2 separate regions of the Bombyx mori genome follow, and region 2 is linked to region 1. The links are chromatin contacts, called in public Hi-C maps. All regions are on one chromosome and are shown on one strand. The core of a region is the stretch at or near the end of the contact, and the rest is flanking DNA. Distances in the headings are between cores, read along the strand shown. Region 1 has its middle 23 kb from the start of LOC134198743. Region 2 overlaps LOC134198743 (a long non-coding RNA gene).

Region 1 (7,484 bases), core at 1,262-3,761:
ATGTGTTTTTTAACGAAAATCAAGCCGTACTTACCACAATATTCAAATGTTGTTCCGTTCGCTGAAATTCCCCTTATACCAGCGGATAGGTGGAGAGAAACTATTATAGAACTATTAATCAGTCATTCGTTCTTCATATCAGCAGTTGTATCGTGTCGATAAGGCTCAAGTTCTTTCGTAAATAGATTTTGTATATAAACGTCATGGGCTTTCCTCGTGGGACTTTAAAATTTACTTTATGCTTTGTGCACTAAACCAACCGTATGTTATGCTTTTTTATTGCGTAAATAAAATAAGTGAATTCCTGTCCCCATATACATCACACATCACACCTTTAGATATGAGAAAGAAATCTCTATTTTATTCTATAATGACTTTCCCAACCCTTCGAACAAGAACGCATGACTGCTTCGCAAATAAGCAGTATAGCAAGCCCTACCACCAGCAAATGTTGCTGTTATAATACGCCAGTACGCCGGTATCACATCTCAGGTAATCCTTTAGTTGTCTCTTACAACACCGACGCGCCGACGAGAAAAGATAACATTCCTTGTGTATCCACTTACTACAAGGAATTGACTAGAAAGATTGTGTTATTTTAAATATTCCTTACCATTTAATTTACTTGACTTCGTTTTTCTATAAAAACCTATAAAATACACATATTTGTTTCTATCACTTTTGCTTCACCTATCGTATGACAGTTCAACTTCCTTGATATGCCAATAACCACTGTACCAAATTCCAGCGCAAAAGATAATCCCATTACCAAGTGAAGGACGATAAAACTGTTATCCGCTTTAAATTTTTATTTATTTTATTGCCTATATGTGTGGACGAGCTCACAGCCCACCTGGTGTTAAGTGGATACTGGAACCCATAGACATCTACAACGTAAATGCGCCACACACCTCGAGATAGAAGTTCTAAGGCATCAGTATAGTTACAACGGCTGCCCCATCCTTCAAACCGAAACGCATTGGTGCTTCACGGCAGAAATAGGCGGGGCGGTGGTACCTACCCGTGCGGACTCACAAAAGGTCCTACCACCAGTAAATTACTACATTTATATAATCTTTAACATGAATTAAACTCTGCGGTCGAAGCTATTTATAGAAACCTATAATTTATCTATCAAAGTCGCATTCGGAATAAGTTATTACGTTACATTCAAAAACAGCAATGAAATATTCAATATAAAATCACTGTACAAACTATAATTGTAGGACAATCGATCATTAACATCGATACGTCTGCCTAATCGTACCGCGTTTGGAATTTTATCAAAGCATACCCGTTTTCAGGACTTCACTACGCGTAATTTCATATAAATTACTTAAAATCAAAAGGGATATTAGAGTCGTTACTAATGTCTGATTCGCATGTCAAGCGGTCCTATTGGGCCCGCATTCAAAGATTTTTGGGGGTCGTGACCCAAAAATCGTTGAGCTGATCAGATTCCACGTATACTAATCGAAATGCTTTACAAGTGTTAAATTTGAAACTTTAGTTTTTTAATTGATTGCCAATGTGGTTTTGAATTCAAATGCTTTCTTCGGCTTTGACTCAAATCAGAATTTTGGCGGCGAAGCAACTATTCGTTGTCATCATCATTCATCACTAGCAACTTTCGATAATTATAGAGTTGAACATTTCAACGTGTCTTCATATATATGTATTATGATTGATAAAATAAATTACTAATAAAAACAAGTTTACAATCAAATCACGTATCCAAATTTTATTAGAGGTCCGTATGATATATACGGACCTACCATTCTACATAATTTACGAGTCACAAGAGACGCCTTCCAAATCCGTTCCTGTTCTGTACCTAACTTATTTTATTTCCTGCTTTTCCCTCGTACTTTGTGGTGGGCGGTCCACGTTTAACTGTAATACGTCGACACGCGTTATGTTAAGTCTAATCGTTTTAGTAATTATTGTCAACTAATGACTTGTTCCACATGTCTCGGGGTTTGGCCCAGTTCCCACGATAATCGATCTGAATAATGTAAATAGCGATCCAACCATTTTTCTAATTAGTGGATCAGCTTACAACCACAAATTGGTCACTTCAAATGAAAAATCCTAAGCAAGAAAGTATTCTTGAAACTAAGAATAGATTCGTCTTTTATGAATCACGAACGGTATCACCTGTGAGTCATTTTTTTATCAGTGCATTGATAAGAACGACCACCCTCGTTGCGCACATCTAGGAACACATTCATGAAATATAATTGGTCATATTCATTCACAGATAACGGTGAAACTAATTTAAAATTATGTTAAAAATGAAATTGAAAAGAAGAATGCAAGTAAAATAATCCTCATATTAAATAAGCAATACTAACCCATAACACGTGGGTAAAAGGCAGAGATTGCTGTACAAATAAATAATATTCTACAAAAATTTATAGACAACCCTCTTTTGCCGCAAGCAAATATAGCCCCTGGTTCTAACGTGTTTAGAGCGACTATTATTCGCAGTTTCGAAAACAAAGAATGCATAGGGCCAGCTACCTGGTGACGTACCTTCCTAGAATACAGTAATGCCAAACTGCGTAATCCTGTTCCATGGAACATGCGATCTGCAAAGATTACTTGATGATTTTTAACTAGCTTTAGGGTTGTCACTATTCTAATTTAAACACTAATGTTAAATTTGCAGAGTATGTAAATTAATAAAATGTACATTGAAAATCGTTGAAAAAAATTAGACGTATAAAATAACAATTATGATAACAACGAATACTCTTAATTTGACGATAAATTTTAATAAACTAGAAGATCGCAGAGATTAAAAAACCAAATATGACACAATTTTCGTATGATATTTGTCCCTTCTTCGCCACCATCGTTTCATTCCCATATTATCATGTGGAAACTGAAAATTTTGTTCGACAACCCTGTCACACCTGAATAGACACAGAGTGCCGCCAAACGTTCCGAAATTTCATAATTTCGCTTCGGCGTCACAAAGTCTGCCGAAAGCCCAAACTGTTGCCACCCTGCCGGAAAGGATTAAATACGGATTTTTGGGGATTACCAACACAGTGTTTACCTGATATATTAGTTTTACTATGTTATTTATTTACTTATATGGCTTAGAGGTCTGGGGTCTGCAAACAAATACAAAAAAATATTAAAAAGTAATTTAAGAATGTACATGTGCAGGAAGTATTGGTAAATCTTACTGGATCTTCCCTATCCATTCTCGAAGCCTTCAAGTCCCTCAGGCACCAGTCACCGTTTACATCAAACTCGTCAAATGCGACGAACAGTACGATGTGCTAGCTAGTCGATAGACACCACCCACCGATTTTCTCAAAGGATCGCGATTCCTATGCGGTAGTAGATTAAGCGAAACACTCCTCTTGTTAAGGCTAGGTTAGCAAGTTCTCTCAGGTTGAGCACCTATCAATCCACATGTAGTAGAAATACGATACGTTAAAAAGATTAGACAGGAGGAAAAGGGAAGTAATCATCCCCTAGATTTCGCACTACTCAAATCAAATCAAATCAAAAAAAATTATTCAACATAAATGAAAGTACATACTTGTTGAACGTCAAAAGAACTACCGCCAATTCACAAAAACTAGCCTCCGTCCTGAGAAGAATTAGCAAGAAACTCAGCGGGTGTATTTTTTTTTTTAAATATTAGATATTTTTTTTATAACAGATTTTTTTTCAATATTCATTTTTGCAATGAGTATCATAACGTAACAATTATTACAATATTGAAATGCCCGGAGCGAGCAACTCATTCCCACTCTCATCTATTTTCAACATAGGTATATATTTTTCAGAATTATAATTAGACGGGCTCCGGGTAAGAATCTAAGTCATTGCCGGAGCTTGTAGACACGAAGTCAAAGTCTGAATCGAAAGAACTCAGAAGTTACATTGAGATAATCACTAATCAATAATGGTGTTATCCAGTCGTGTAAGCCTGCAACATTTCCTAAATTCAGTACCTACTTAAGATACTGTTGTACTGATATATTATTTCGACAAGGAAATGCCAGAAAAAGGTCGAGAAAGTCGCAGTCGCATACATTTCTCTGCTGATTACTAATACGGAACGTACCACCATGCCGGTAATTTCGAATTCGAGGCATTCTAACTTGAAGTGTGAGACAGTCGCCATACAATTAAGATTTTGTAACGGTATTTGTGATAGATATGGGCACTGCTAACTATGCCAGATGCGGCGTGAGATTGTCCACCAATCTAACGTAATAAAATAAAATATAAATAGGCCAATGTAATCGCGACACCAGTGACATTACAAATCCCAATACGAACGTGATTTCAGATACAACACCCACACACTTAAAACAAATAATCTATTCTCGTCACGATCAAAGAAGTCTAAAGATCAATAATGGATTAACATATTATGTAATATACACACGCGGCCCATGTAAGGATTCAATTAATTGAAGTCTTTCAATGATACGCTGAAAACGTTTCCATTCAAATTTTGTAACAATCAAATTTGACGATCGTTATAAATGTATCCAAAGTCAAGTCTCTCTGAACTCTGATATTATTGACGAAATGTAAATCTTGAACAAATGCTATCACACATCGTGAGATATTTGTACGTAGAATTTGGGGAAAATAATTTTGGACGTAGAAGTAATTTGAAACTATCAGCAGCAAAGACAGTGATTGTTAAAAAAATCATTTGTTGGCCTGACGATTTTTCAGACGACTTCAAGTCTACTAACTGCTAGGAACCATGGTGTTATAAAATGTATCAGTTTAGCTAGTGGGGACGCGATGAAAAGATCTCACCTCAAATTCGTCGATTTTTAAATTAGTTCTACACTTTCTTTAGCATCACAAGCCAGAAGCATTAGTGATGTTTTTTTCCTACCTATGCTGATAGCTGTGAGAGGCTATTTCAGCTTCTCCTTGACGTGTAGGTGAGCTCACCGGGCTCAGACCGAGAGTGTTGCTAACACTAACCCTAGCAAGAGCAGTACTTCGCAGAATCTACCACCGCATCGAAAACGCGACCCACTGAGAAGATCCGGCGAGAAACTCGGTGGGCCATTAGTGATGCAAATAACATGTATGTACATACAAAGACAGTTTATAATCGTTCTTTTTTCCTGTATTCTATCACATTTAAACTTTGTACAGTTACTATTGCGACTTTTATAGTCACTGACATATTTTTTTCCTTTTTTTTCCCTACCAATTTTCTAGTAACCTAAAAGGCTATTCCAGCTACGCCCAGATGCTGCTGACAGATACGGGTAGGTGACATCACGGGCTCAATCTGAGAGAATTTGCTAAAACTAGCCCCAGTAAGAGCAGAATCTACCACCCGATCGGAATCGTAACAGTGATTAAATATTTAATGATAAATAACCCAGGTTCAGACCAAAGTGCAATGTTTTTACAATCCTATAATGTTTCCACAAACAGGTTAATAAGCTTAGCACAATTACGAATTGTTATAAACTAGTATTGATTTATTGTTGTTATGTTTGTTTTGAAGGTGACTGTATGTGTCGATGTGACGATTGTATATACAAGTGTTTTATAGCTTTGAATCATTTTTCACAACCACAACACGATTTGAATTATAACAATATCGAAACAGAAATTTGCTTAATAATCGACAAAGACTTCGGCATAACAGCGCTCAATTATTGCATTTATTGCATACATATTTAAATTAAAGTGTAAGTGTTTAATTATTCATTTATTTTTCCTCGTGTTCCTTATCAAGATGCTAGGCTAAGTAATTGTCTTGTCTTTGGTAGATCTAGCTAAGAAATGCATCACAAAAATAAATAGATTTCACGATACGCTTTTTTTTTTATTTATTGCTTAGATGGATGGACGAGCTCACAGCCCACCTGATGTTAAGTGGTTACTGGAGCCCATAGACATCTACAACGTAAATGCGCCACCCATCTTGAGATATAAGTTCTAAGATCTCAGTATAGTTACAACGGCTGCCCCGCCCTTCAAACCGAAACGCATTACTGCTTCACGGCAGAAATAGGCATAGAATGACCGACGGTGACTAACATACCACATGGTCATCTGTCCCAACTGGGGACGGCAGTGTGGCCACGCTGAAAGATTTATTGAGCGAACTCAAATCGCTAGAGAAAACAAGTAAATCTCACGCAAGGTGAGCAAAGCCATATAAGATATGTATATCGGAACTTGAACAGAGAAAATTGTTGACGCTTATCTGACATCTGCGGCTTCTTATTGTGAAAATGAAAATCAAAGTGAAACTGATAGATTTCCAGATTCCATCGTAGTTCCTTCCTGTAATACAGACCGTTTTTTTTTTTTTCTTAACTAAATTTACCTTATTTTTTTATTTATTGCTTAGATGGGTGGACGAGCTCACAGCCCACCTGATGTTGAGTGGTTACTGGAGCCCATAGACATCTACAACGTAAATGCGCCAACACCCGACCCACCCTTGTACTTATTTTTGTTTTGTTTTTTACTAAAATTGTTAAAAAGAAAGTTCAGAGATTGTTACTGATATTTTTTTTACGATTCATATAAAAAACGAAATTACAAAATTTACATCAGTTATCAGTCACATGTTTTACCGAGTGAGTAGAGCTTTCACACTAGAGTGTTGATTCGCTTTATAGTCCGGAGGCTACTTGCATAGCATTAGCTTGCAATGGTAAGAACGAAGATAGTACCACTAGGGGTAGTAGCATTCTGCCTATAACTAGTAATAGTGTAATAAATGTAGCAATGATTTCGCATTTTTCCGCTAATCAGTCTGTTGCTTGTGTCTCCATAATATAGTTTCATCCCTCTTCATCTAAAAAAAAAAACGTTGCGTCCACGTGACGTTTTCTTTTTTGAGAATACACGACAATAGACCAATCTATGAGATATAAGTATTAAAATAAACACATAACGATGTACTGATATTCGTCAAACCCTCGGAAAATAAATGACAGACTATCATGAAAGTAACAAATCACATGGAGATACCAACCAATTACAGTACTCGTGCAGTTGTTTATCAAGCGAGCTTACTCATCTTAGCGTTCAATTCACACCATCATCTCACAAATGTCGGGAGGAGACGAAGGCGATTAGGCGTTGGCTTAAATTTTAAACTGAAGCGTAAACAATATCACTTACAAAAATTTGTTTGTATTTATCTATATTGTGACTTATGAAACGCCCGTGCCCTAGAGATATTTAACACGTTCAATGAAAACGTATGGACTGAAAATAGGAAACAAATCAAGGAATGTATATATTTTTTTCGAATAGGTAGCTGTGAGATCACGAACTTCTTCTTTTTCCCCACTTTATCCTACTAGGTGGGGTCGGCACAGCTCATTTTTCTCTTCCATTCTCTTCTATCAGCCGTCATCTCAACACTCTCTAACTCTCTCTCTCATATCATCATTCACACACTCCATCCATGTCTTCTTCGGTCGACCGCTTCCCCCTCTACTACTGTGAGA
Region 2 (7,484 bases), core at 3,273-5,772, 50 kb after region 1:
GTATCTATATTTATTAGTTCATTTGAACAGATGAGCTCATGACCAACCCGATGCGAGGCGGTTAGAATAACTAGATAAAATAGTGAGTATTTTGTTAAACAAGAAATATGTTTAGTATGATTCGGTATATCTTTAAAAAGTACGGCATTAATGTATGTGAAGGGAATAACTACCTCAGTTTAACTTTCACAAATTGTTGGTATATTTTTATCGCATTAATAGAGTGGAAGGTCACAGCCCATCTGAGGTTAGGTGGTTACCACAACAAGAGCCGCCAACCTCTTGGGCCATGATGTCAAAGCCTATACCATAACCTTCCAGTCTTCAAACATGAACATATGGTTGTTTAGCCCCAGATAAAAGCCGGATATGGGCATCTTCCCGTGCAAGATCATAGCATGCTTTACTAAAAGCAATCACACAAAATTTGAAGTGTATCAAAAGGTTTTTTTTTACTACACTCTCGAAAGACGAAGACTATGTTTGTTTGTAGAATTATATGTTGAGTTAAATTGGGAGTCGGTGCGGCATAACCTATCATGTTGCATAGAGATTTGGTATGAGTTTTACGACTGGCCGCCGGCCCGACGTCAACCCTCCTTGGAAATCCTATAGTTGGTATAAGATTATAGGTAGCCCGAAATAGCCCCTTAACACACAGGAAGTCGTCATGGGCTAAAGGATAAGACGTCCGGTGCATTCGTATCTAGCGATACACCAGTGTTCGAATTGTACTTAACGAATGTTCTCGATTGTATTCCATGGTGAAGGAATAACATCGTGTAATAAAAATCAAGCCCACAAAAGTATAATTTGCGTAATTAGTGGTGGTAGGGCCTCTTGTGAGTCCGCACGGGTAGGTACCACCACTACCCTGTCTATTTCTGCCGTGAAGTAGTAATGCGTTTCGCTTTGAAGGGTGGGGCAGCTCATGTAACTATACTAAGACCTTAGAACTCATATCTCAAAGTGGGTGGTGGCATTTACGTTGTAGATGTCTATGGGCTCCGGTAACCACTTAACACCAGGTGGGCTGTGAGCTCGTATACACACATATGCAATAAAAAAAAGTAATTTAAAGATCTGTCGTATTCTAAGCCGGGAACTGCATAGTTACTAACTAAAGACATCCTGATCGTATATCATAGTCTTTAAATTATTTTTATCTACCTACACCGAGTCATATACATCATCATGTAGAACCACGACAATTTTATGTTCATAATATTAAAATTAAAGAGCACACGTTAATCCAATAATGTACGAATATAATTCTTCGTTTTTTTGCAACCAACGCACGTATTTTTCCTGGAACTCCGAAACTAAAACAAAAAAAAAGAACATACAACAGAAAAACGTAAATTAATAAAACATTCTACAAAAACACCGTGACTATTAGAGTGAGACAAGTTAATATTATTTGGTTTGACGTCCTAAAGTTTTTCGACTCGGATTACGAAGTGACGTAAGTACAACAAACAAAATGACAGGACGACGAAACGAATGAGATTTTGCTGTGGCGCTTATATCGTTTTGATATTAATACATAAAGCACATTCGACATTATTATCCGTGAATACTTATACATATTACACGAACAGATTACGCGTCACGTTAAACAATAAGTTCTCACGGGTTAATGAACGTGAATTTTGGACACATGCGTAATAATTTGATGATATTCTGTTTTCATTGTGTACGTACGTGAAAGCATGTTCTTCCCACGTTGAAGTTTGTAATTTTAAGAAATGGAACGTTTTTTTTGTCGCACCGTATATTATTCACTATCATTGATGTGTCAAATTTATGTGTTCAACTTAAATCAGAACTGTATGCGATTATAGAAACATACAATGCAACGTATAATTACACTTAGATGCAACTAACCTCAAAGACAAAAAATTGTGTGTGTATTTTTTTATACTAATATCAAGTAAAGAGTTTATTTCGTTAAAAAAATATGTTAAAGCGGCTCGTATCTAAGAAGGCCCCACCTGGCTGATTTACATGTCCTGGTGAAACTGGAAAGGAATCTGGGCCACCAGTAAAAACATCATTCATAAAAAAAATCTAATAAGGCGGTCTATAACAGAGCCATTAATACCCATCTCTTATAAATGTTTACAAAACGATGTTATGAGGAATCATCTGATTAGATAAGATATATTTTTAATGAGAAGAAAATCACCTGACTTCGCCCTAAAGTTTTGTTCGCACTAGGCGAGTATTTTAGTCGAGAACCGAGTAATTTAGTAGCTAAATGTGTCTGAACACCAAAAATTTAGTCGAGTAGGTTATTAAATAATTTAGTCAAGTCAATCCATTTTGTTCAATTTTTTCGGGCGAGTAGCGAGTAGTTTAGCCACTAAATTACTCGATGGGTACTCGACTAAAATACTCGCCTAGTCCCAACAAGGCTTAAACACTGAGGGCGGTAGGTGGGACATACCGGAGTTTAATCGACTGACAGCCCTATTCGAGCCTCAAACGAAACGAGAACTACTATAAGAGAAGAATAGAATAGAAGAATAATACTAATTTTTTACTCTAAATAGTCAGACGGGCTGCGTCTTGGCTTTGTGGCACCGGCCTAGCTTACAATCTCATTAGGTTCTTCTAACTCCATCAAATACATTTACTAAATAATTGTTTATAGGAAATTTATAGATTACTCGATTTATAGAGACATCAAGAAATTTTACAGAAACAATAATAAATAAACACATCCAGTAAACTGTTTAGTTCACAAAACTCATACAATTGACCAATTGAATGCAGTGGAAAATGCCTACTTCTCTTTTTTCAGATCAATACTCCCGCGAACAGCATAGGACAATCGTGGCGTCATTAATAAGTCGCCGAATGAAATAGTATTTGTCGATATTTGAATGGTTCTGGCCGGCGCTGCGAACTGACTTCCGAAAGCCATCGCGACAGCGTTGCAGGAACAAAAAGACCTTCGCCGCCGGTACACTTCCGATTGCAATGTCAAGCGCTGAAAAATTACACGGACAACCCTAGAATTAACTCGCTATATTAACCGTAGAGATCTCGTTTAGGAAATGGTACTTTGAATCGCAACAAAATTAATAAGAATTAACGAATCATCGAGCGACACAACCATGATTTGCTTTTTGAGGTGGTAGGTAGGTAGTAGATTCATTCGCAAAGCAATTTCTCTTGAGTTGTTAAGTCTCCTTCGGAGGCGCTCGGGCAGTTGGTAGCAAATCACACCCCTCCTGGCTGAGATTTTGCTCGCCCACCTGTCCTGGTGAAACTGGAAAAGCCTCCGGGCCACCAGTAACCTTTCAAACATAAAAAAAAAAAAAAATTGCTTTAGGCAGCCGCTTAGCTGAGCGCCTTGCATTAATGTAGCTATCATCAGATGAGCCGCACGCACATCTGCCAACAAATGTCATAAAAATATTTGAAAATGTTTCAAACCTCACCTTTTTTTGGTCTTTCTAAGCTGGTATACTGGTATGGATGAGCTCACGGGACTCCAACTTGAGGACGTTGCTAACACTAGCCCTAATAAGAGCAGTGATTCGCAGAATCTACCACCGGATCACCGAAACGCGACCCACTGAGAAGATTCGGCGAGAAACTCAATGGACTAAATTGGTGAGCCAGAGACGTACCAAATTTTGAAGGAAATACTTGCACGATGAAGGAACAATAATGTGTTATGAAAAAATAAAACCGACGGCAAAACTCACACGGGGAGACCCCACCAGTCAGTTGGTTTTTGAGATGAAGCTGTCAAAAGCTTCACTGAGAATTCGACGTTATATCTCAAGGTGACTAATGGTATTCCTGGTGATATTTATACCAGCACTAGTAAATACCTGATGCCAAGTGAATAAATAAATAACTGGGAACAAATAACACACGATTATCCGGCCCCAAATTAGGATTCCTCGTGTTGTGGGTTTCAGAGACTGACATACATACTTATGTATATATATAGTACGTTTAAATATATAGATAATATACACCCAGACAAAGAGCAAACAAACCTGTTCATGACACGAATGTTTGCCCCATATGAGAAGCGATATATCAATCGATTAATAGGCAGACGCGCTTGCGACTCACCTCATGCGAAGTTGTTACTATTGCTCGTGGATGTCAGCAATGCCAGGAGCACAGCTAAGTCGCTGCCTGATAGTTTTTTTTTTTTTTTTTTTTTCAAATTAAGCATTGTGTGCGTAATATAATGTGTCTTCCGTATGTCCCCATCAACTGTATGCATAGAAATCTGAGACGGACTATGCCTGTTTAGACAAAAACCAAAGCGGACGGATCATCGTACTCCTCGTCAGCACCACTAAAATGATTCCCAAAATAAATATGATTAATGATGATTAACTCTAAGAGCTTGCAATTTATCAATGAACGTTAAAATCCGTCATCGAACGTAAAAAAACGCTAATGAGTTCGTGCCCAGAATACGAATCTCGACACGTATGTACCGACTATTTTTTATAGACGCTCACCTTGGTAATGTCCTTCGGCCTTCCGAGAACTCATGAGGCCTCGGTTTCGAAAAAATCACGACAATTACAACATTGTAGCCGTAAAGTTCCTTGATCGTTCTGGGAACGGGAACTTTCTTTTGTTTCGGCATAAGCTACCCGCAGCGAACCAAATCATCTCGGCGACACTGAGCTGTCGAAACTTACATGTGTCTTGTGAAATTTTTATGTAAATACGACGTTTTTGTTACGCAGATGCTCTGTGTGACGTTAAAAAAAGTGTAGTGAATACTAAAATTTGTTAATGTGTCGCAAGCAACGTGAGAATTGCTAACTATATAATAATTGTGAGCCGTAGTACCTAATGAAATATGATAACGTCTATTACGACGAAGAGTTCGATGCGCGAACTAACCCATAGACACAGTTTCATAGTTTCTCGCAATATCTTCTCAGTGGGTCGCGATTCCGATCCCCTGGTAGATTCTGCGAAGCATTGCTCTTTCTAGGGCTAGTGTTAGCAAATTCACTCAGATTGAGCCCGTGAGCTCTCCTACCTGTCCGGGCGTAGTTAGCCTCTTAGACTACCAGCGAATACGTAGGGAAAAAAAAAAAAAAAAAGATGACCTTTGTCCTAAACATTAAATCCAGTACGATACAACCACAATACTAATAAAACTCAAACACGATCCGACAAGTCTTAATTTCTCGAACAACGATATTCAGTACCAATCTCAAAATTTACTTACGCGCATGCATAGATGTATGAATAAATAACGTTATATTAAACCTCACAACATAAACCGTGACAAACGTAATGAAACATAAAATCAGTGTCAGTAAATAAGCGTGTTTACGACAAAATATGTAAATGCAATTTAAATAAAACAAAGGTCGTTTTCATATGACAATAGAGCCATGATACATGTAATAAGTGGTTGCACCGCTGACGTGCACCATCGAGGAGGTAACAATGTAACACATGTGTAAACACGAAAAGACTAATGGCCACGTTAAAACATTTAACAGTCAAGTATAACAACTGTTGGATATTTTTAACGTCTTCCAATTACAGTCTTCGTTCGTTTAACGATTTCGCTGGGCATTAACTATTCCAATTTTATGTTTGTGACGGACAAAACGCGAAATTCCACGCGTGACGTTCGCTCGCATGATTTTTGGTGCGCTATTATTACGCGCATGTTTTTATACGAATGATCTGATGATTTTGCTATGATCGATTTTGTTGAATTACCTATTAGAAAGATCTACTGCGCTTGTGTATTAATTTCGATCATGAAGTCTTGAAGCTTTAACTAAAATAGATATTTTGTTTTAGTTTTACACAAAATCCGTGTTACAATATTCGACTTTTTAAGTTTTTTTTTCTATTACATAGATACTAATAAAACTTTAAATATTGGCGTAATATCACGAATAGCTTATTAAATTCAACATGGAACATAATTCATTTATTTCGATTTGTCGACAAATAATGCGTAATTTTTTAAATATTTTTATCGTTTTTTAATATTATCTTTAGTTGAAATACATCAATAAAAGATACTAGACCATTGTTACGAGCTATATATAATAAATCGAGGTATGATTTAATTCTAGTGTCCGAGGTCAGGTCGACAGCTTCTCGTTTTTGCGCTTTGTCTCGCTCATGGTGACTTACGAATTTTATTATCTATGGCTTAAAATGATATACGACCGCTCTTAACTGGAGAATCATAAAATATTTTCTGTTTGTGAAATATTTCTGAAGCAATAAAGCAATAATTCACTACGGGACTACGGGGAAGATGGCGAGCTTTATTTGCCGTCATAAACGTAATGTTTATGGTGTACTTTTTTGCGTGGTTGTTCGTTTGTCCGTCGAGAGCGAGGCAGTACGCGTACGCACATAAACCTTCACTTTATCATTACCGTGATTGAGAAACGTGTCCAACATTCGTACGCTTTTCTATTTAGACTGTTTTTGTTCAATCTGAGATAATGTTGAAATACACATCCTTAAAAAAATGCATGTCATTGAAAGACATGCATGCCGATAACTTACGAGTACTAACATAGCCATAAATTCACCTAATCAATCATCAGCCCGCTGAGTTTCTCGCCGGAACTTCTCAGAGGGTCGCGATTCCGATCCGGTAGTAGATGCATTCGCGAAGTAGCTATTGTTATGTTATGCCCCTCACACTAGTACCTAAGTCATATATCAATTCTCATAAACACATAATGTACTCTAACTCTTAGTTCTTAAGTTCTAAATCATTGTTACTATATAACATACTTATTTCCTCATGTTACTAAATCATATGTATATTGTTTACTTTACATCAGATCTTCATTTGGAATTAGAACATTAGTTAATATTGTATTCCTTTCACATCGGTAAAATTCCATCATTTACTAATTGTGTCCTTACGGATTCTAAATATGTTTACCAAAACGGTTCATAGTCTAAATGACTCATTTACTAATTGTTTAGTAAATAATATTCATGTATAAATTCTCTTTCTCCTTGAAACTTAGGAGTTCGTCATCAATCTTCAAACTTATAACATCGTAACTCTGTCCGTGTAACATCAGATTTTTGTAAAGGATAAATAAATTCAGTGTATATTAAAATAAAGTTTTTTTTAAAACTACAAAACCGCTCACCGCGTAACACTATCTTTGAGCTGTTAGGTCTCTCTCAGAAGCGCTCGGGCAGCTGTTAGCAAATTCCACCTGGTCGAGCTTTTGCTCGCTCAACTGTCCTGGTGAAACTGGAGAGGCCTCCGGGCAACCAGTAATCCTTCCATCATAAAAAAAGCAATAAACCAATTAAGTGTGTATGTACAACCAATGTACATCAAAAATGTTATCCGCAGTCAAAATAAATCAAAATAGCAACCCGCTACGTATCGAATAGCCTAAACGAGACGCTGCAATCGTTCTCTCACGAGGGCCTTAGGAAGTGTCGACGGGGGGCTCCATTAGTCAACGTGATTAGTT

The links. Hi-C and Micro-C count contacts between places; a contact is called where the count stands out from the background.
Region 2: a contact with region 1 is called in a Hi-C map of middle silk gland, with 1.6 times the contacts expected there. The contact joins two enhancer-like sites. A contact is called at or near these places in 2 of 7 Hi-C or Micro-C datasets (middle silk gland and whole pupa).

The regions. Positions count from the first base shown.
Region 1 is chr4:5,200,305-5,207,788 of ASM3026992v2, forward strand. No RefSeq gene overlaps it. Among protein-coding and RNA genes, the nearest start is that of LOC134198743, 23 kb to the right of the region's middle. Within about 2 kb of position 2,512, at least 1 of the 8 cell types and tissues checked has open chromatin away from gene starts, as enhancers often do.
Region 2 is chr4:5,248,214-5,255,697 of ASM3026992v2, forward strand. The region is part of intron 2 of LOC134198743 (a long non-coding RNA gene); the gene reads left to right. Among protein-coding and RNA genes, the nearest start is that of LOC134198743, 25 kb to the left of the region's middle. Within about 2 kb of position 4,523, at least 1 of the 8 cell types and tissues checked has open chromatin away from gene starts, as enhancers often do.